Regions from separate parts of the Mus musculus genome. Here all the other regions are linked to region 5. Evidence: chromatin contacts called from public HiChIP or PLAC-seq and promoter capture Hi-C data. All regions are on one chromosome and are shown on one strand. Each heading gives the region's core, a stretch centred on a gene start, on an enhancer-like site or on the middle of the called end of the contact. The rest is flanking DNA. Distances are from core to core; before and after follow the strand shown. Region 1 holds the start of Pcsk7 (proprotein convertase subtilisin/kexin type 7). Region 2 holds the start of Mcam (melanoma cell adhesion molecule). Region 3 holds the start of Hmbs (hydroxymethylbilane synthase). Region 4 holds the start of Hinfp (histone H4 transcription factor). Region 5 holds the start of Atp5l (ATP synthase, H+ transporting, mitochondrial F0 complex, subunit G). Region 6 holds the start of Hyou1 (hypoxia up-regulated 1).

The links. Promoter capture Hi-C pulls out the DNA fragments that hold promoters and counts their contacts. HiChIP or PLAC-seq counts read pairs in DNA pulled down with a chosen protein or histone mark. Capture Hi-C pulls out chosen DNA fragments and counts their contacts.
Region 1: a contact with region 5 is called in a promoter capture Hi-C map of liver, with 4 times the contacts expected there. The contact joins the promoter of Pcsk7 here to the promoter of Atp5l in region 5. A contact is called at or near these places in 10 of 39 promoter capture datasets (the 3T3-L1 cell line, 3T3-L1-derived adipocytes, the C10 cell line and 7 more), 2 of 484 Hi-C or Micro-C datasets (cortical neurons and embryonic stem cells), 4 of 115 datasets of contacts at active chromatin or transcription factors (astrocytes, extraembryonic endoderm stem cells, large pre-B cells and 1 more) and 1 of 9 other capture datasets (pancreatic islet).
Region 2: a promoter capture Hi-C map of embryonic stem cells shows a contact between it and region 5. The contact joins the promoter of Mcam here to the promoter of Atp5l in region 5. A contact is called at or near these places in 1 of 39 promoter capture datasets (embryonic stem cells), 1 of 115 datasets of contacts at active chromatin or transcription factors (bone marrow-derived macrophages) and 2 of 9 other capture datasets (adipose tissue and liver).
Region 3: a contact with region 5 is called in a promoter capture Hi-C map of erythroid cells, with 5 times the contacts expected there. The contact joins the promoter of Hmbs here to the promoter of Atp5l in region 5. A contact is called at or near these places in 1 of 39 promoter capture datasets (erythroid cells) and 2 of 9 other capture datasets (liver and pancreatic islet).
Region 4: a contact with region 5 is called in an H3K4me3 HiChIP or PLAC-seq map of bone marrow-derived macrophages, with 4 times the contacts expected there. The contact joins the promoter of Hinfp here to the promoter of Atp5l in region 5. A contact is called at or near these places in 1 of 39 promoter capture datasets (erythroid cells), 2 of 115 datasets of contacts at active chromatin or transcription factors (bone marrow-derived macrophages and embryonic stem cells) and 2 of 9 other capture datasets (adipose tissue and liver).
Region 6: a contact with region 5 is called in a promoter capture Hi-C map of liver. The contact joins the promoter of Hyou1 here to the promoter of Atp5l in region 5. A contact is called at or near these places in 1 of 39 promoter capture datasets (pre-B cells), 1 of 484 Hi-C or Micro-C datasets (cardiomyocytes), 1 of 115 datasets of contacts at active chromatin or transcription factors (astrocytes) and 2 of 9 other capture datasets (liver and pancreatic islet).

Annotation. Positions count from the first base shown.
Region 1 is chr9:45,904,655-45,907,836 of GRCm38.p6, reverse strand. Pcsk7 (proprotein convertase subtilisin/kexin type 7) reads right to left here and starts at 1,268. Exons shown (of 17, transcript NM_008794.2): 1 at 798-1,268. Rnf214 (ring finger protein 214) reads left to right here and starts at 926. Exons shown (of 14, transcript NM_178709.5): 1 at 926-1,485; 2 at 2,918-3,031. The coding sequence starts at 2,925.
Region 2 is chr9:44,132,855-44,136,015 of GRCm38.p6, reverse strand. Mcam (melanoma cell adhesion molecule) reads right to left here and starts at 1,358. Exons shown (of 16, transcript NM_023061.2): 1 at 1,260-1,358. The coding sequence starts at 1,326. It overlaps Gm10687 (predicted gene 10687), which reads left to right and starts at 1,531. Exons shown (of 2, transcript NR_152189.1): 1 at 1,531-1,655.
Region 3 is chr9:44,340,702-44,343,909 of GRCm38.p6, reverse strand. It overlaps Hmbs (hydroxymethylbilane synthase), which reads left to right and starts at 1,529. Exons shown (of 14, transcript NM_001110251.1): 1 at 1,529-1,689; 2 at 1,839-1,892; 3 at 2,212-2,284; 4 at 2,646-2,695; 5 at 2,779-2,834; 6 at 3,145-3,208. The coding sequence starts at 1,857.
Region 4 is chr9:44,304,063-44,307,060 of GRCm38.p6, reverse strand. Hinfp (histone H4 transcription factor) reads left to right here and starts at 1,390. Exons shown (of 10, transcript NM_172162.3): 1 at 1,390-1,445.
Region 5 is chr9:44,918,896-44,922,251 of GRCm38.p6, reverse strand. Atp5l (ATP synthase, H+ transporting, mitochondrial F0 complex, subunit G) reads left to right here and starts at 1,510. Exons shown (of 3, transcript NM_013795.5): 1 at 1,510-1,642. The coding sequence starts at 1,591. Gm30934 (a long non-coding RNA gene) reads right to left here and starts at 1,525. Exons shown (of 2, transcript XR_379340.4): 1 at 1,135-1,525; 2 at 1-1,024.
Region 6 is chr9:44,377,829-44,381,263 of GRCm38.p6, reverse strand. Hyou1 (hypoxia up-regulated 1) reads right to left here and starts at 1,774. Exons shown (of 26, transcript NM_021395.4): 1 at 1,669-1,774; 2 at 654-751; 3 at 355-448; 4 at 132-210; 5 at 1-10. The coding sequence starts at 744.

The sequences.
Region 1 (3,182 bases), core at 19-2,518, 990 kb before region 5:
GATAACAAAGGTGTGTGCCACCAACATCCGGCTTAAACAAGCTTTCTTTATATAATAAAGGTTGGCTGAGAACTCTTGCTTCCACCCCTTTACTGCTGTTATTATAGGTGTGGGCCACCATGTCCTTAAGTTCCATGGCATATTTCCTATTACATTCTTCCTGCCCCTGGGGCTGCTTCAATTTGGCCCAAGATACCCAGGTGTCTTCCCTAGTCTGCATATAAGTAAATCCAAAGTCTGGTTTGATAGCAGCCATCCACTCAGGCAGGCTCCTACAATCTCTGTAGGTTCCAACAGAGATTTCTGGAAGAGAAACCGAGTTTTGTTTTTGTTTTGTTTTGTTTGTTTGTTTGTTTTTTTCTCCCTGTGGTCCAGAGGCACAGCAGCACTTATTCTCAGACCTCTGAGCAAGAAATCTTAAGCACTTTCTGAAAATAGACTCCCATCACCCTCAACTAAGGTAGACGGGCACCTTTCCTGCTCAAGATTCTGCTCTTAAACCACCGTCCTTCAAGCCCCGCCTCCCCACTCACAGGAACCAGGGTCTGTACAGAGTGAGTTTTCTGATGCCCCCACTCCCACGCGGACTCAGCTGCTCCGTGCAATGTGCCTCTCTCTCCTTAGGACCGATGCTGTCCGGAACCTACGACCCGGAGACCCGGTCCCTCTGGGGTCGCCCACGCCAGGACCCAAGGTGCCCTCAGCGAAGGACCTCCTCCGCAGACGCCGACCAGCCCCGGTCCATGGTCCCCCGTATATCCGAGGTCCAGCCTCCACTACATTTCTTCCCGACTCACCCACAGCCTCTGTTGCTACTGTCGCTGCTGCTGCTGCCGCCGCAGCCCCCACCCTACGGAAACTCTCGGCTTCCCCGGAGCCGGAGGCGCCACTGACAGCGACATCACTTCCGCCCGGCGCCGCAGCCAATCAGCGGCTGGGCCTGCGGCCTCTTGACCAGCGGGCCGAGCTCCGGGCGCTCCGCCGACAGCTTCTGTCACAGGCCCGTGAGGGCTGTGGGAGTTCCGGCGCCTCGAATCCTCGTGTCCTCCGCCACAGGACCCCCTCCGCCACAGGGCCCTCGTCCTTCATGGCGTCCTCTGTAAGGACCATCCCGGTTCCGACCTCTAAACACCCCTCGCGGCTCTTCTCCGTCGGACTGCCATAGCCTTGACTCTTCCCCATAAACTCCTCAGAGAGGCTCTCGCCTCCATCCGGCCGCCGTCTCTCTGGCCCGCGTGTCCCTCGGGCTCCGCTTGGGTCTCAGGGCTGGTCCCCTCAGCGGCTCCGTTGTCCGGTCGCTGTCCGCGCCTGCCGCCAGAGGGCGCCGTCGGTGGCGGCCGCTCACCCCGCGGGTTCCGCTCCTCTCGCCGCCCCGGCCTCGCCCCCTTGCGCTCGCGCCGCCGGAAGTGGGAGGTGCCGCGCGCGGGCCAGCGCTCGACCCCTCCCCCAGGCTTGGCCGCCCCCTCCCCCGCTCCGCCCGCTCAGGTGCGTCCCTTCCCTCCCCCCCGCTTGGCTCCCCGGGGGCGCGGCGCGGGAGGTGTGTGCGGGGCGGCGCGCGCGGGTCGGGACGGCGGGACTAGGGGGGCGCGGCGGAGGAGGAGGGGGCGGCGGGGAGGGGGCGGCGGGGACAGGGGCGGGAGCCCGGCCTGGGAGTGGGACGGGAGCTGGCGGCCGGTGAGGACGGAGGGGAAGGGGTGGAGGTGGCGCTGGCCAGTGCCAAGGGCCAGCGTAGCGGCAGCTCCCTGTGAAGAGTGGCGGTGACCACCCGGCGCAGCTTCCCCCCATTGTCCCCTTCTGCGTCGCCGCCTGACTGGTGACCATCACTGCCTTGCGGGATTCCCTTGGGCACACTGGGCTCTTGAGCCAGATGTGCGACCCCACCCCCCATCCCTCTCGTTTGGGGCTCTAGCTGCGGAGTTTCACGTATGACCCTTGCCCTAAGGTTTTCGTTTACTGGGCATCGGTGACCCAGACCTTGTTCCCTGTTGGAGGCAATGATCTCGACCCTATTGTAGGCAGACTGATTGCATCCGAGATGCAATAATGGCGTTTCAGGGCCCATTTTCACCTAGGAGCTTTTTATTATGAGAGGAAACTGAGGCACTGAGCTGTGACTATTGATTCAGCCCGACTCGGTATCTGCTCTTGTGCATTCTTCTGGGTTCAGAGATATTCTATTCATGGGATGCTGTCAAAATAAAAGCAGGAATGGGAACTAATCCTACTTTTACCACCTAGTTTTTCTTGTTACCATAGAAGGCCGAGTTTATTTTGCAGCAAAAAAGATGCTCTTAAAAATAAAAATGTAAAAAACCGTCTTCTTGGGTTCCCTTACTTGAGTTACCATGTTTTTCAACATCTCCCTTTTCTCCTGGAGTAACTGAGTAGTAGCCTGTGACTCAATGGTAACTTGTTAGTGGGGCGTTGGCAGATACCAGACATTCCCATCTGTAGGAAAGGAATACTGTCAGGCTAAAAGACACCCCACAGAGATGGTCCGGGGTGACTTGTTCTTGGAAACACCTCACATAAACCCTATCACTTAAATTAATAGAGAATGCTTTGACTGCAACAGCCAAAAGGGATTTAAACATATTATTGAATCTTGGCCAAAAAGGTCAACTTTAATAAATGGAGGTAGGTATGTGGACCATTCAGAAAATTCTTATCAGATTATCGTCTGTTTGGAATGACTGCATTTCTGTCCAGAACAAAAGTAGTCTGCCTTATGTTTATGTGTATGACAGCGCCTGAGGGCAGTGCTGACTGGGACTTATGGCCGGAAGTGGCTCTTTTATTGCCCTCCTGCAGAATACTCTTTCTTAGGTGTTTGGAGGAACTGACACAGTGGGCATTATGCAGAGGAAAGCTTTCAGCTTTGTCACCTGTGTCCTTTGGTTTGTTTCTGAATGTCCAGAGTGCAGATGGCGGCCTCTGAGGTAGCTGGCCTTGGGGCCGGTACCCCGAGTCCTTCGGAATCTTCTGCTTTGTGTGCATCCAAGTCCGATGAATCTCTCCCAGATGGCCTAAGGTAACTTGCAGACTCTTGAGGAGAAAGCTTACTTGGGTAAGGGGCTTTTGGGATGGGCTTCTGAGCATCTCTTCTTTCCTCTTTGGAGGTCTAGTGACATTTCTGCAGATTAAGGGTTTTTTCCCTCCTTCAGATTAATTTTTCTTTTTAA
Region 2 (3,161 bases), core at 109-2,608, 790 kb after region 5:
TGCAATACAATCTGAAGACCCCATCCAAGTCTAGAGGGGTCAGTCTCCGCCAAGGGTTAGGTCAAAAACCAGAGAGTGGGCAGGAGTGACGTCAGTGGTGCCAGCATGCTGCCAGCTCTTAGAAGAGGTGATGTCACTAAGCACAATCTGCCTGGACCCTGGGATGTCTGGACTGTGTGGCTTCCAGACTGGAGGGAAGGTGGGAATAGCCTTCTACCAACAGCAGGAACTTTGAATCCCTGCTTTCTAAGGGCCAGAAGAGCAGGGCAGAGCGAAACTGAGTTTTCTGTGCTGCGATTGCCTAGCTGGGTTTAGCCCTTTCCCCAGAAATAAGGTCAGTCTGGGAGGCACTAGACTGGAGTACCCCAGGGACGTGGCTGGCACTGGGCAAGAGGCCAGAGAAGTGGGTAATGCCCAGTCCTCCCCTTCCCCAGCCTGACCAGTGGCTGAGACGCGAGAAAGAGCCAAGAATAACACACGACACCGCTGCGTGTGCCCTACAAGGGAAGCCCGGACCCAGGAAAGCATGTCTACTCGATGGCTTAAAGGAAAGCTCCGAGGTGCCAGGCTCTCTCCACCTGACTCTAGTGGACCACAGAAGCTGTTACTGTTGTAGAACTTCTCCATCTGTTGTCTTTCCCCTGTAATCCCGTCAAACCCGGAGGCGCAAGGAGACCCACACCACCCGCTGCCCTTGCCAACGCCCAGCCCCAGCAGGAGCGGCCTCCTCCCTCGCTCACCTCCAAACTGGCGTGAGGCCCAGGCGGAGGGGGAGGGGTCGGCGGCCCCCTCCAGCTAGGGAAACTGCCTTTTCCAGCAACAGGCGGGCGCGGGATGCACGGGTTGGGGATGCGCCCCGGCTGCGCCTCTCTGCCGGGACTCCAGCACCCAGCATCCAGCACCCAGAGCGAACACCTGCGGGAGGCCGGGCCCAGCGTCCTGCAGAAGCTCGGCCCCACCCCTTCCCGCTCGCTGCTGCAGCAACCCGACTAGTCCGTTCCCAGAATACTCTAAAACCTAGGCTGCACACCCGCAAAGAAGTTGCACGCACGCGGGGCGCCTGGAAATCGGGGACTCTGGCAAGAAGGAGCGCCCACTGGGGTGCAGAGCCCCGACTCTACGTTGCTACCAGCTCTGATCTCCGGTACACTCAGGCGGCACAGTCCGGCTCCGTCGAAGACATCCCCAAACTCCCAACGCCTGGGCTCTGAGGGACGCGGGTCGGGCCCCCCACAGCCCCCTCAACATAAAGAACTCACCCGCGGCACGGCGACAGCAGCAGCAGGCAGCGAACAAGAAGACGCACACCAGTTTGGGCAGCCCCATGCTTCCCCGACGGAGGGCGCGAGCCAAGTGAGGAACTCGCCGCTGTCGGGGGCTGACGTCAGGGGGGCGGGGGAGGGGACCCCGGGCGCCGCCCGGCCCCGCCCCGCGTAGCCCCCCGCCCCCTCCCCGCGCCCTAGGGGGCGGGCCCCCGGCGCGCTGGCTGCGAGCTGCTGCTCCCCGATCCAGGCCTAGAGGCTAACTCCCGTTTTCTGGCTTGGAAAGGTTGAAGGAGCAATGACAGGTGTCCTGGGGCTCGAATGACTGGCCGAGGCGGCAGAAGCTGGCCCGGTCGCTGTAGACTCTTGGACGCAGTAGCAGCGCTCGCTCAGGTTTGTCCACTACTAGCGGGGACCCTCTAGCAGAGGAGCAACAGAGAGGTATCCCTGATAGAGGACTCTCAGTCAGGTTCCTCTACCCTGCTGTGGAGGCATGGAGCTGGCCCTGGTCGCCTTCTGGAATGACCGCTTCACTGCGGCGGCTGCCGGCTTGGCACTGTTCCAGAGTCTTCGCTGGCCTGGCAGCCTTGGAGGAAGAACTGTGCCAGGTCCCACAGACCTAGGGGTGCCTGCAAGGGGGCGGGAGAGTTGGAAACGGTGCCTTTTGGGTTATCTTTTCATATTCGAATTCTTGCAAGTCCCTCTTACCCTAGAGAAGGGAGGAAGGGGTCTGAATTCACAAGCCCATGGTCCACGCCCTGACCCAGATAATCCTTTTTGTCTTCTGGTCTCTGTCTCGGTTTCCCTCACCTCAATGAGGAAAAGTTAATACTAACGGATGTGGGAGTCTACAGCCTGTCTCCCAGAAACCTATTACTCTCTCTAATGCTTGAAAGCTGCCTTCCCTACCCACCCCTCAACTCTCTCACGGGGCAACGGCCTCAGGTTACTGAAAGCCTAAGTCTCCCACACAGAAAGGTGCCAGGAGCCCTAGCCTCCATCCTTTCTAATCCCAACTTCTCCCTGGGTCTTCTGGACTCTTAGATTCAAAAAGGCTCTAGCACCAGAGCTTCAGGAAGGGTTTCACCCTTGGCTGGGACTCTCACCAGGGAGGGGTCTGTCACCCCACAGGGAACAAACAGCCTTTCTGCCGCTGCTGGAGAGAGGGAGGAGGGTTGAGGCAGCAAACCCCAGAGATGGCCAGGTGACTTGAGAGGATGCTCTGGGCTGTGTTCTGATGACTCAGATGACTGGCAAATCACATCTACCTCATCACTCAAATCTCATTGACCCTCCTCCCTGGCCATTAGCCTCCAGACAGAGCCATGCCGACTGGCCTCAGGCTTGGGCTCTTGATGGGAGAGAGGAAGAGGGCCCTGCCTCCTCTGCCCTCCAGAGTGAACTGAGGAGCACTGGCCCCTGGCCCCTGGCCCAGAGCAAAATAGGAAGAAAAGCCTGTTCTCTGCAGCGATGGCTAAAGGATGCTGTCTGGCTAGGCAGGGCAAGTGCTGCACCCCCTCCCTGTTTCTTCATTTAACACCATTAACTTATCCTCTTCTCTGGCAGTCTGAAAAGAAAGGCAGCTAACCACCAAGGACAGTCGGTTCTGAATTCTTCCTCTTAGATGGATGCCAGGTGGGGGTTGAAGGAGTCGTTTCTGCAGTGAAAGGGAAATAAGATTACAGCTCAGGGTGACATCCCAGCCTTCCTGGTGCACAGAACCAAAGCAAACAAACAGACTATACTTTTAAGAGGTCTGGCCCCAGCCGGGCAGAGGCAAGCGGATTTCTGAGTTCAAAGCCAGCCTGATCTACAGAGTGAGTTCCAGGACAGCCAGGACTACACAGAAAAACCCTGTCTTAAAAAAACAAACAAACAAAAAAAAAGGTCTGGCCCCTA
Region 3 (3,208 bases), core at 280-2,779, 580 kb after region 5:
ATAGTTAGCTGTCATTTTCCCCCCCCCCCCAAGGTTTTTTTTAAAGGGCCAGTAACTAGGTTGCCCTAAGGCAGGGAAGGAGTGATCTCGAGCAGTGGGGGCGGGGTTGTGAGTGGAAAGGTGGTCCGCCCTGGGATTCCATCCCTGTAGGCTCTGGCTGGATCTCTGTTGTTCCCGGCCAGTAAAGGATTATACACAGACAAGATCCTTTTCACGAAGAAGGGGCTGAGGCAAATCCAGCTATCTCGGAATACGATCCACTTCATTCAGGGGAGAGCACACCCCACTTCTTAAAACTGTATACAAACATCTTGGAGGTTACACGCCTTCTCCCGTTCACCGTTATGAAGTCACCCAGCCTTAGCCACCCACAAAAGTCCTAGTAGAGACACACCTGAATTGCTATTGTGAGCGGGGGAACCCACCCCTGGGCCTTGTCATTTCTGGCCTGCCTGGAAAGTTCTGAACTTGTGGGCAGGCTGCCTGAGATAAGGCTGAGCTGGGAAGCCTGCTTATCTCCTGCCCAGGCAGTAAGCAGTAGTCTTGGCTATGAAAACATTTTTAGAGCACAGGGTTAGGGTAGGAAGGCCTGGATTTCAGCACCCACTTTCTGTCTGTTCATAGCTGTGAGATGTTTAGACAGTAATTTGACCACTCTGCATCTTTGCTTCTGTGACACGGGTGGAAGTACCTACCCTGTCTAACCTAGTAGGGTTGTTGCAAGGACAATATGCAGACACGGCTCAAATGCTGTTCTGGGTCAATTAATTAAAAAACAAATTGTTTGAACTTAGCAATTCCTTTCTATGGGCTCCCTGTTGTCCGAAATTTCTGTGTTATTTCAAGCCCAGCTAAATTGCAAAGGCTATCTCAGAGTCGTTTGTTGGAGGGATCTTCAGCAGTGGAGTAGACTGGAGTCCAAGAGCAAGTTTTCACCTTCAGTGACCAAGAACTTGAGTGTCTGGTTATAGAAGAACCTGTGAGATGAGGAACCTGGTGCAGGGAAGGGGGACAATCTGTACAGTGACTCCTGTCCCCTTTGTATCAGACTGCAGAACCCAGTTCTACCTGCTTGGCCCTAGACACCTTTATCCAAGGCGCCTTAACAAAAGAAAGAGGTGTGTCCTTTTGAGCTCTTGGCTCTGGCTTAAGACACCAGAGGAAGCCAGTAGGCAATGACTGTTAGGCAGTTTATTCTTGTAGTCTTCTGGGACTTCTTGAGGCATGAGGTGGCCTTTAATTTAACAAGCCCTTGATGGGATGATGTTCCCAAAGTCACCCAGCCAAGGGCATGAAAGGGCTGTACATTAGCTTGGTTGATTTCAGTCCTTGTTAGGAGTACATCCTGGTGGTACTAAGGGATGCTTAGTGACTCACCCAGGGCTTAGTGAGGCCTTCTCAAGTGCCTGAGTTGTTGTGGACAGTGAGCTTGTTCTCTAGCAATGGGAGGCTTCGGCTGTCCTGCCCCAGCTTCTGTAGGCCCCACCCTCCAGCAGGGCCCACCCTCACTGTGCCGAGGCTGATGGGCCTTATCATTTTGCCCACCTGGCTGTGTGCAGCCCTCCCACTCAGAACCTCCTTGGCCAGGCTGGGCTTTGGGGCTCAGTGTCCTGTTGCTGCTGCCACAACAGATCCTATTACAGCTTTTCCTCTGGTCTTGCTTCTCTGGATCCCGTAGGAGGGCAGAAGGTACCAAGGAAGATTCAAGGACCAGTCCTGGGAGTCTCTCCTTCCTAGCAGCCTCACCTGCCTAGGACCTGGGAGTCCTCTTTCCTAAGCCTGTGATCCTAGTTCTTTGAATGAGGAAAAGATCGTAACCTAGGGACTTTCTTCTGCAGGAAGAAAACGGCTCAAAGATGAGGGTGATTCGAGTGGGCACCCGTAAGAGCCAGGTGAGTACAGACATAGCGCGTTGTCTCAAGAATTGTAATGCTCACAGGGTCACTAGTGGGACCCAGAGACTCACAGGGTCACTAGTGGGACCCAAAGGCTAGCATTGAGCAAATAAGAGTGTGTGAGAGTCGATTTCATGGGGTACAGAAAAGAGAGTCTCTGGAGCAGGGAAATGATTGGGGTACAGAGAAGGGACTCTCAGGGCAGGCCTCATGTGAGAAGTCTAACCCCTTTCATTGCTTTCTTGGTCCATATGAGGGTCTGAGCCTGGGCCAGTGGCCAGGGGAGGTGAGAAACCATCTGACTCTCTTTCCCCAGCTGGCTCGCATACAGACCGACACTGTGGTGGCGATGCTGAAAGCCTTGTACCCTGGCATACAGTTTGAAATCAGTAAGTTTTCTTGAGAGGAGTGATTGGTAGTGAACGGGAAGCCAGTGAACCGGAGGACAGGGCATCTCTGGCTTTGCCTGTGGTCAAAGCCTGCCTTGTAAGACTATTCTGGCTGCTTGTGAAGGGAAAGAAAGATTGTCTCCTGTGCACATCTCCTCCAGCTGCCCGGGCTAGCCTGACATTTCATACTTTCTGCTTTGGGTTCTTTTATGAGTATGTCTGCTTTTTCTGTCGGTGTGTGTATCTGAGAGAGTAGGGGCTGGGTCTTCTATGCCTCAGACTCCACTGTGAATCCAGTCAAGGCCTGAACGAGGGGTGACTCAGTAGGTGTTAATGGGTATCTGATTGACTCTCTCCTCAGTTGCTATGTCCACCACGGGAGACAAGATTCTTGATACTGCACTCTCTAAGGTAACGCCAGTCCTTGTCCCCATTCTTCTTGTCCCTCTCCCACGTGTAAGGGGTTCACTCTGAGGCTCTCTCTTGCCTGGCAGATTGGAGAGAAGAGCCTGTTTACCAAGGAGCTAGAAAACGCCCTGGAAAAAAACGAGTGAGTGAGGATGGAGGAATGTGGTACCCCGAGCCTAGAACCCCAAAGTGGCTCCCCAATATTGGCAGGACTGTCGGGTTAGACTGTGGAGCTCACAGGCTTTCACAGAGGAGAGAGCCTTGCCTTGGAGTAGCCTAACTACCTGGGGAATCAGACTGTCTGGGGAAATGGGGTAGAGTAGTTGAGAAGAGACCAGGTCTTAGATCTTAAGATGCTATCTTCCTGAACGGTCAAGGATGCTGGGGTGGGTGGTGGAGGTAAGGTCACCTACTCAAAGCCTCTCTCTGTGTCCTCCCCATGTCGTCTCCAGAGTGGACCTGGTCGTTCACTCCCTGAAGGATGTGCCTACCATACTACCTCCTGGCTTTACTATT
Region 4 (2,998 bases), core at 141-2,640, 620 kb after region 5:
CCACGCCTGGCTTGAGCATGGCAATTTTAAATTCTGAATTTCCTTCACTGGATTGTGTGACTGTGACTGGTTTATAAAAACGAAGAAATAGGCGCAACTGGTCTTTCTCACTGGGTAGTGTAGACTGCACAGTAGTAAGCACAAATACAATATATCATAATAAGAAGAGTCAATTCTCAGGCAAAGGACCGTCTCCATTGAAAACACAAGAATGGCTAGTTACGTAATGGGAAGTGGGAAGGGGAGACTTTCAGGGGAAAACAAGTGGACACATGGGAAGTAAAAGGAGGCACAGTGTGGTGGGGAAACTGAAATTTGTGTCTGAGGTGCAGGAAATGAGGTCCAAGACGCAAGATAGGATTTGAGGTAGGCAGCACCCAGATGCTGGCGTTTGGAAATTCTCCATTTGGTTTGGGGCCATTGTACTGAAGGCAACAGAACGCCTTTGAATATTTTACACAGAATTCTGACTTGATCGAGTCTGGTTTTGTTAAAGATCACTTTGCTGGGCTCTGTGAAGGATGTCTTGTAGAGAAATTAAGCACTGGGGCATGTTAAATGAGTGTGGAGTTCTGGAATGGGTGTCATTCGTCGAACAGAATGGAAGTGAAGATAGAGGAATATGGATGATCACGTGTTAAAGAAAGTAGACTTCGGCCGGGCGTGGTGGTGCACGCCTTTAATCCCAGCACTTGGGAGGCAGAGGCAGGCAGATTTCTGAGTTCCAGGACAGCCAGGGCTACACAGAGAAACCCTGTCTCGAAAAAACCAAAAAAAAAAAAAAAAAAAGAAAAAAGAAAAAAAAAAAAAGTAGACTCCGGGGCTGGTGTGTGTGTGTCTGTTGGTAGAGCATTTGTCTAGCAAGCAGAAACCCTTGAATGAATCCCCCAGTATCCCTTAAACTTGGTGAGGTGGCGCACTTAGGCAGGTGGGTCTCTGTGAGTCCAAGGTCAACCTGGGGTACGGTACATAAAACAGAGAAGACTTAAGAAAATCAAAGATGAAGGTGGTGCCCCAGTGTAGGCGAACTACCTAGACAACTAACCGAACTACAAACACCGTGAGGAAGATGACAGACAAGGCCGGCCAAACTAGGCGCATGCCCAGTGGGTGGTCGGCGCGAGTTTGCGCAGTAGTGGGAATTCAAGCCTCAAAGCTTCCCGCCTGCGCACAGTCGGGAGCAGGCCCAACCCACTTTTGAAGGTGACGCGAACTTCAGCCACATCCGGTCGTCCCTCACTCTCCCCCTTGGGACTCGGAGCCCTCTCCGGGACGATTCCCGCCTCTTCCGTGTTTTGGTGCGCACGGGCTCTGACAGACGCAGCGGCCATTGGCTGTCGGTCGACTCGAGAGCGGCGATTGGCTGTCGCTGGTCGTCGCTCAAACGCCTCGGGGTAGATGGTGTGAGGTGGGTGGGGCGCTGGGCAAACCAGCGGCGCTGGCAGGTGAGTGGAGGCTTGCGGCTCCCGTACCTTGGCGGCTAAAGCGGCTCTCTCCGGAGCCTGCGGAAGGCCGGGCTTCCTGGAGCCGCTCGGTGTGGCGTCCGTGCCGGCCCTTAGCCTCCGCGCCCTCGGGCTAGGGGGTCTCTGCGGCTGGACTCCCTCGGCACCACGCTTGACGCCGGGGATCCCGGGAAGCTCTCCCGGATGGGCTACTTCCTCTGAGTTCTAGCTACCTATCCTCCGGCCTCAGCGCCCAGGCGAGGCTGCCCACCGGCCTTTTCGTGTCCCGATCTCCCTGGTCCTGCGCCTTGGATTGGTTGCGGGGTTCAGCCGTCAGATCCTGGTCTGTGAGTCCTTGTTTAGGACCTGGGCCTTTCTTCTGGATTGTGGCTCAGAGTTCATTGGTGCCTGGCGATAGAGTATATACTCTCCTGATAATTGTTGATGGGATGGTTTTGTACTTTGACTAGTGATGAAATGTCAGGTAAGGATCCTGGGGGGGTTGGATGCTTCTCCATCCCCTAATTAACACTCAGAAACAAGGCTAGATGTAGCAAACCCTTAGTGAGCCTCAGTAGTGCATTAGGCCCATATGGCTTAAGTAATTTAAGATCACAAAACTAAGGAGTTTCGTTTTATTTTCCTTCTCCATCCTTCTGACTTCCTCTTCAGACAGATACACCCTTAGACATAATGTGATGTCCGTGGTGGCTTTCTTTTTTGTGAGACCATCTTAACTTTGTGGCTCTGGCTGTCCTGAAATTCTCAAGAGATCCTGTCTCAAAGACTGGCAACGCCACCCTGTTCCCCACCACTTGATTAGTGGTGTGAGCATATGTGAGTGAATGGTGGTGGTGGGGTTCCTGGGGTCATATTCAGGTTGTCAGGCTAGTGTGACAAGAGCTGCTTTCCCCCACTGAGCCATCTCACTTCTGCAGAATTGTCCCTTTAATGTCCCTCCTAGAAATTTTGCATCAACCTTTCACTTTGTTCTCGTTCTTTTAAACTACATACTTATTATATACTTTTGTTTTGTTTTGTTTTTAGAGACAGGGTTTGTCTGTGTAGCCCTGGCTGTCCTGGAACTCACTTTGTAGACCAGGCTAGCCTTAAACTCAGAAATCCGCCTGCCTCTGCCTCCCGAGTGCTGGGATTAAAGGCGTGCACCACCACGCCCAGCTTATTATATTCTTAAAAATGTTTAGTAAAGTATAGACACTGGAGTGTAAACAGGGCTCCTTCAGTCAAATGGAATCTACATTTTAACGTTAAAGGAGTAGTGGGATCTAGTATTGTGTGGGCAAAGCAAAGACAAATTATGGTATTGAATGCCTGACGGAAAATTTAACGTAATCCAGTAAGGAGTAGAATGCTTCAGGGTCATGTAGGCTATATGAAATAAGAATATGAACTTTGGGCTCAGCTTCAGCTTATCTATAAATGAGGTTTAAATGATGCCTGCCTCATAGTGTTACTAATAACATGATGCAAATAAAATGCTTAATATGAGGCTAGAGGTGGCTCAGTAAAGTACTTGCTTCACAAACCTCGGGAGG
Region 5 (3,356 bases), core at 261-2,760:
CTCCCTTCACCCCGTTTAAGGAAGAGGTCCCACCATTCCCAAACAAACTCCTCTGCCTTCTTTGCTGTCTCCCTGTCCTGGACTCCTGAGCTCCACCTTCCTCTTGGGTTGTCTGACTTATATTCTCTTGCTTCCATATTTCTTCATTGCTGCAATCTGGTTTCTAAGGGTTTGAAACCTTTTCTAGTTAATGTCACAGATGTTCATACTCATAATTAGCTGGCCTGTCTTACCTCGGTCCAGACTGGCCTGTAACTTCCAATCTTCAGGCTCCTGTATGCTGGTATAATGTGGGTTTCAGGTTATCTTTCCTGCTTTAATTTGACTTCACTGTCTAAGGCAGCATGTCTCTCCCTCACTGATTCCTTGATCCCACTTCTAACTTTTCTAACCACCCCATGAATTTTACTTCAGGTTTTTTTTTGTTTTGTTTTAAAAGATGTATTTATTATTATATGTAAGTACACTGTCGCTGTCTTCAGACACACCAGAAGAGGGCATCAGATCTCATCACAGATGGTTGTGAGCCACCATGTGGTTGTTGGGATTTGAACTCCTAACCTAAGCGCAGTCAGTGCTCATAATGCTGAGCCATCTCTCCAGCCCCTCAGTTTTTCTTCTAAAGATTGGGCTTTTCCAGAACTTGTTCTCCTCATCAAATGTTACTTTCCTACATAGTTTTTGGGTTTCCTGGTTTGTTTTTGTTGTTTTCATTCATAATGTCAAAGTTACAGCCTTTGGAATTTGTATATTTTCTTATACACCAAGAATCTCTACGCCTTCCCAGATCAGCACCACGCTTAACCTTATGTTCCTTTGCGTATTTATCTTGCAACTGACTCCTTCTATGACTATTTAGGAATCTTGGTCTCTAAGGGGATAATGCCCAAAGCATGCTTCCACCAAATTACAAAATGCCTGGCACAGTGCAACACCCTCAACACACATGACTTTCTTCCTCTTGTCCGCACAGCTCCTACTGGCTTGTTTGAAAAACCGGATTGGATCCCAATTCTGATACTGGCTGCGGAGGAAAACGGAATTATAAAAAGTCAATTAAAGAAGTCGGTGAATGGGTGAGTCACATAATGTAACGCCTATGTGGCCCCTTAAAGCTCCTATTTGACCTCAGACCTGCTATGCCTTTAAAGCGAACGTATAGGCCCACAAGCATCTTATGAAGCCCTCCAGCCTCGTTTTCCATGTTTTCTGAAAAGCTATAAAACTGCCGCAAGCTAATGTGGCGATCAAGCCAAGAAAACCAATAACGCATGCGCATTTCCCCCACTTCACCGATCTTCCGGACCAACATGAATAGCTGTCCCAAGTAATGCCTGCTCCCTGAGGAATCTCAGGATTCTTCACGTGTTATCGCGCCTCATTTTTTTTTATATCTAGGTTTTTACTTGGAGTGAACAAAGTAAACTGACTAATGAGATGCCACAAACAGGGAATCAATACCTATATGTTTTGAACAGGCACAGAGAGGGGCAGCCTGACCTTGGAAATGGGGAAGGGGTCCTGCCGCGGGTCCTTCCGGGGGTGACATTCAGCCGGCGGTTCGGGGAGACGTACCTTCCACCTTAGACCATGGCCAAGTTCATCCGTAACTTCGCGGAGAAGGCACCGTCGATGGTAGCCGGTGAGCGCAGCCCGGGAGAGGCTCGCGAGGGGAGGGATTGTGCTGCGGCACCAAGGGGCCGTGGGCGTCGGGAGGGCTTCCAGGAGGCCACTGTAAGGCCGCAGCCTCGCCTGGCCTGCCCGCGGCTGCTTAGAGCTCACAAGCTGCAGGGTCCTAGCTCGGCCGGGGAGCGAGTGGGTCGTGTAACTCTGCCCGGCCTCACTCCGCCGCGAACGCCGTGATGCCCCCTTACCGTGCCGGGAGAGTTGGGAAGGGAGGTCGGTAACAGGGGAGAGAGAGGTCACACATCAGACCTCATAGCTGGTCTGCGTCTCAGCGAAGTATTTGAAAGCCATCAGAAATTTTAAAGACGGGTGAGAGATCTTTGAAAGTTATGTTTGCTTACCATCCTGGTTAGAGCCTAGAGAATTCTGCGTCCGATGAAGGGAATTTGGAACGTAGGGGTGAATATCCCCTCCCCAGTCAGCACAGAAAGCGACGCCTGTCAGCAGTCGTCTTCAGAACCTTGGCTTGGCATTCGTGAGGTTGTTTTGTTTGAAAATTCTGATAGACCGCGGTCTCTCAGATAAACACTGAGTAGTTATAAGCCTGAGCAGTATGTTCAATCGATACAGTTCTCTTCTGAGTAGAAAATTACTGTATTTTTGAAGCAGGAGATTAAGTTTACAATTTCTTCTTTTCTGTATTGTATTAAGTGGTTGAAGGTCCTATTTCCAAATGTTCAAATTTGGTTATGAAATGTGAATTGAAGGTGGATTTTTTTTCAAAGATTTATTTATTTTACTTATGTGAGTACACTAGCTGTTTTCAGACACACCAGAGAAGGCCATTGGATCCCATTACAGATGGTTGTGAGTCACCATGTGGTTGCTGGGAATTGAACTCAGCACCTCTGGAAGAGCAGCCAGTGCTCTTATCCGCTGAGCCATCTCTCCAGCCCTCTGAGGTGGAATTTTAAAAACTTGTAATTTTGAGCTTTCCAACCTGTTTGCATATTTAGTAATTCTTTTTTTTCTCCCCTTCATCACCAGCTAGTGAGCTATTTAAACCCTTAAAGTGCCAGCCAGAGTCTATAAATACTGGATTCCTTCCTATGGAACCTGAGGCTGCCAATAGCTGTTTTCCAAAGAATTTCCTTAGTAAAAAATCATTAGGTGATCTGAAGCAACGTACTACAATTTTTACACCAATACAACCAAAAGGCTTTGACGTTTGGACTTTGATGGTTTGAGGTGCTATTTTTAATATTTCGTAGAGAGTATTTTTCCGGCCGTATGACTTTTGCATCTTTTAGGTAGCTTGTATTCAGAAATTTAAAACTGATTTTATTGATGAAATCCAAAATGAAAGACATTATCAAGGTAAACTTTGGTCAAGAAACAACATAAAACCTTTCCACTGTTGTAACTGTAAGATAACTTGTTCTGCCAGAAGTACTGAGACCTGAGGGCTCTGAGGGAACAGAAGGTTACGTAGACTGTGCTCTGCAGCATAGGCTGGGGCTTTTTTTTTTTTAAGATTTATTTATTTATGTATGTGAGTACACTATAGCTGTCTCCAGACACACCAGAAGAGGGCGTCAGATCCTATTACGGATGGTTGTGAGCCACCATGTGATTGCTGGGGATTGAACTCAGGACCTTTGGAAGAGCAGCCATCTCTCCAGCCCAGGCTGGTGTATTAAGTGTGAATGTTAAAGTATTTGATACTGACT
Region 6 (3,435 bases), core at 525-3,024, 540 kb after region 5:
TCTTGATGGCCTGAAAGGAGGAGACCCAGCCAATTCTTAGGCCCAAACCTACCTTACCTTGCCTCTACTTCATCCAGCTAGATAAAAGGCTAGCCTCTGAGGGAACGAATCTGGCTAGGGCTGTTACTCACCATGCCGGCTGCACTATCACCTAAAAACCTTTCATTTTCTTTCAAGGTCACAGTCACTGGAGTTTTCCTCCGAGATTCCCTAAGAAAAAGCAGCATTAGCCCAGCTGCCTGCAGCAGACTATGAAGCCAGACGCCACCAGATCTCATACGGGGGCTCAGCCATCACAGTCTGAAGTGGGCACTATAAATTATAAACACACCCCTGACCCAGATCTACTCTTACTTGTTCAATACAATCTCCATGGGCACTCCAGGCTTGACAATGGCCACCTTCATGGATTCACTGCCCAGGTCTACAGACATCACAGCCAATGTGTCTGAAGGGAAGACAGAATGTAGGTTTCTCTGTCAGTTCTCTGCTTCCCACACCCTCCTGCCTTCCTAAGGCAAATCAATGGAAGCAGCCTGCTTTCCATGGCAAAGACAAAGAAAAAGGCTAGATCCAGCAACCCCAAACTCGAGTAGGCACCTTGTGCCCTCTTATCCTTCCATTCTTCTTTAACACCTTAGCCAGGTACATACCGCTCAGTGCCAACAGGTCTGCCAAGAGGACAGCCACCAAGGCCCAACAGAGTAGCCTCCTTGGCCTCTGCCTTCTTACTGTGGCTGCCATTGTGACCCTAATGGGAAAGGAAAAACACTTGTAACTGGATGCTGAATGAAGAAGGAAACAGAACCACATCCCAGAACAGACAAGCTCAAAGATTCTTATCTGTTGCACTTTGGCAAAAAAGCACAGCAGCTCGACCTCTTCTCTTCCTTCCTGAGGAGTTTCAATCATTTTAAACATCCTCCCAAGTGTCTCACATTCGGGCCGAAGCAAAAGGGCCCTCCACCACTTACTTAGACAAATAAGAGTTGACCTTTTTTCGGTCTACGTACAGGTAAGCAATCGGCACACCACAGCACTGTACCTGTCAGACACCTGGAGCTTGGCCAGGACCCTCGAAATCGGCTCAAATACCTCACACCTGGGGTTCCCGGGTGGCCGGGAAAGCCAGGTTGAGCTTGGGCAGGAACTGGAAGGTGATGACGTTGGGGATGGCTGGCACAGAAGGGTTTGTCCCCTTCTCTGAATTCCCTGAGCATTGTCCAGCCCACCCTCCTTGCCCATCCCACTCCTGGGCCACGCTGCCTACGCAGACGTTGTGCAGGCTAAGGTTACAAGCCGGGTGGATGTTCACCTAAACCTCACCTGACGAAGGTGGAAGATCCCACTCCCAGAAATGGATTCAGGCCCACCCTGAGCGCGAGGGGGCAGCTCAGCGCCTGAACTTCAGGACCGAAGGGACCGGTGTCCGTGCGGCCCTCGCTCCGGCTACCGGCCCGCCCCCGAAGCTAGCACGCTGCCTCCCCTAGGAGCCGCGGCCCGACGGCTGCTCCATCCTCACCCCCGCTCCCTCTGGCCTTCAGCTCCTGTGTCCTTCGCTCCGGGATCAAGGCGGCGAGGACGTACCCACACGGCCAGCAGCACGACCCCAACCCCGGGCCCTTCACAACTCCCCTTCGTTTGCAAACTGTTACAGTGGCCACCAACCTCTCAGCGGCGTCTCGCGCACCAGCCGGCCCCGGACGCGGCGCACGCTCATTGGCGCCCCTGCCGCTCGGCCCTGCGCCGCGCACTTAGCACCGCCCACGAGACCCGGCGCGAGACCCCATTGGTCCACGTAGAAGACCCGCCCCTCTGCGGCCCCGCCCCTCGAGGACGCAGCTGGGCCTGAGTACCGGTTGGGACGAAACTGCCAGAGCTGGCTGCGGATTGGGCCACGTCACGGTTCGCGGCCGGGTTACTCCTCGCGGGACTTCTGCCAGCATCGGTGCCGGACGCTTCGATGCGGAACCCTAGCGGAACCCCGCGTGGGAGCAGGTGCTCTCGTGGATTGCGAAGTCCTTGGCCTTCTTCCGGTTACCTGGGGCATCCGCGCGACGGAATCATACTGAGCTGCATTCGCTGCGGCGACGCGGAAGAGGCGCATGCGTGTGCCCTGGACTTGGGCAAGATAACAGGGGACCACTCCAACTTTATGGGTTCATTGAAAAACCTAAGCCACAAGAATGATGTTCGCTGATGGGCCGGAGATAAACCGTGTTTGTGACGGATTGGCTTTAACTCTGAACCCCAATAGTACGAGAGACGATATTGCAAACTAAAAAATAAGACTTTAATTGGCTTGACCTTTGGTACCGTCATTGTTTCTTCTTAGGAATGGTTCAGGGCTGGGAAAATAGCTCAGAGATACAGCTCTTGTCTGGCGTAGTTAAGGCTCTGGATTCCATCAACAACACCGTTCAAAAATTAAGAAAAGAAATGAGTATTCGGGCTGGTGAAATGGCTCAGTGGGTAAGAGCACTGACTGCTCTTCCAAAGGTACGGAGTTCAATTCCCAGCAATCACATGGTGGGTGGCTCACAACCACCCATAATGAGATATGATGCCCTCCCTCTTCTAGTGTGTCTAAAGACAGTGTACTTACATATAATAATAAATAAATCTTTTTTTAAAAAATGAGTATTCATGTGATGTAAAGATTAGGAACGGACTGGTGGTGGTGGCCTTAATCTTAGCACTTGGGAGGCAGAGGCAAGCAGATCTCTACCTGCTTGAGGCCATCCTGGTCTACGGAGCAAGTTCCACAACAAACAACCAAGGCTACCCAGAGAAACTCTGTCTCAAAAACGAAACCAACCAAACACACACACTGCTACCCAGAGAAAAGATTTATAAATAAAAGTAAGTCCCCTGACACAACCTCCCACTCTTATCTGTAGCATGATATGTAACTTCCTGCTCATTATGATACACATATCTCTTTCTAGAAAAGTAACATTTTTCGAACAATAACAAAAAAAGCAATTATTTGCTATTTTTCAACTAAGAATTTTCTGTGTCAGTGGGATTTCCCTCGTTACTACTGTACAACATTGTGTACAACAGTGCATAATGTGGGCTTTATCTGCCAGTGATAGATGTGTAAGTTGTCGATTCTGTTGAGTTTCGCTTTTTTCATTTTGTGTGTGCTGTACACACATATGGCATTTGTGTTTGTGTGTGTGTGCTGAGTCCAGAAAAGAACATTAGATGTCCTGCTCTATCAATTTCTGCCTTATTTATTTTTTTAGACAGGGTCTCTCATGAAACATGGAGCTAGGCTGGTGCCCACCAAGCCCCAGTGAGTTTCCCTACTCCAACCTCAACAGCACTGTGATTACAAGTGCATAGGGCCTTTTAAAATGCGAATATTTTCCTCTGAACTCAGGTACTCAGGCTTGTGCAGGACACCCAACATCTCTCTAGTGCACTCCC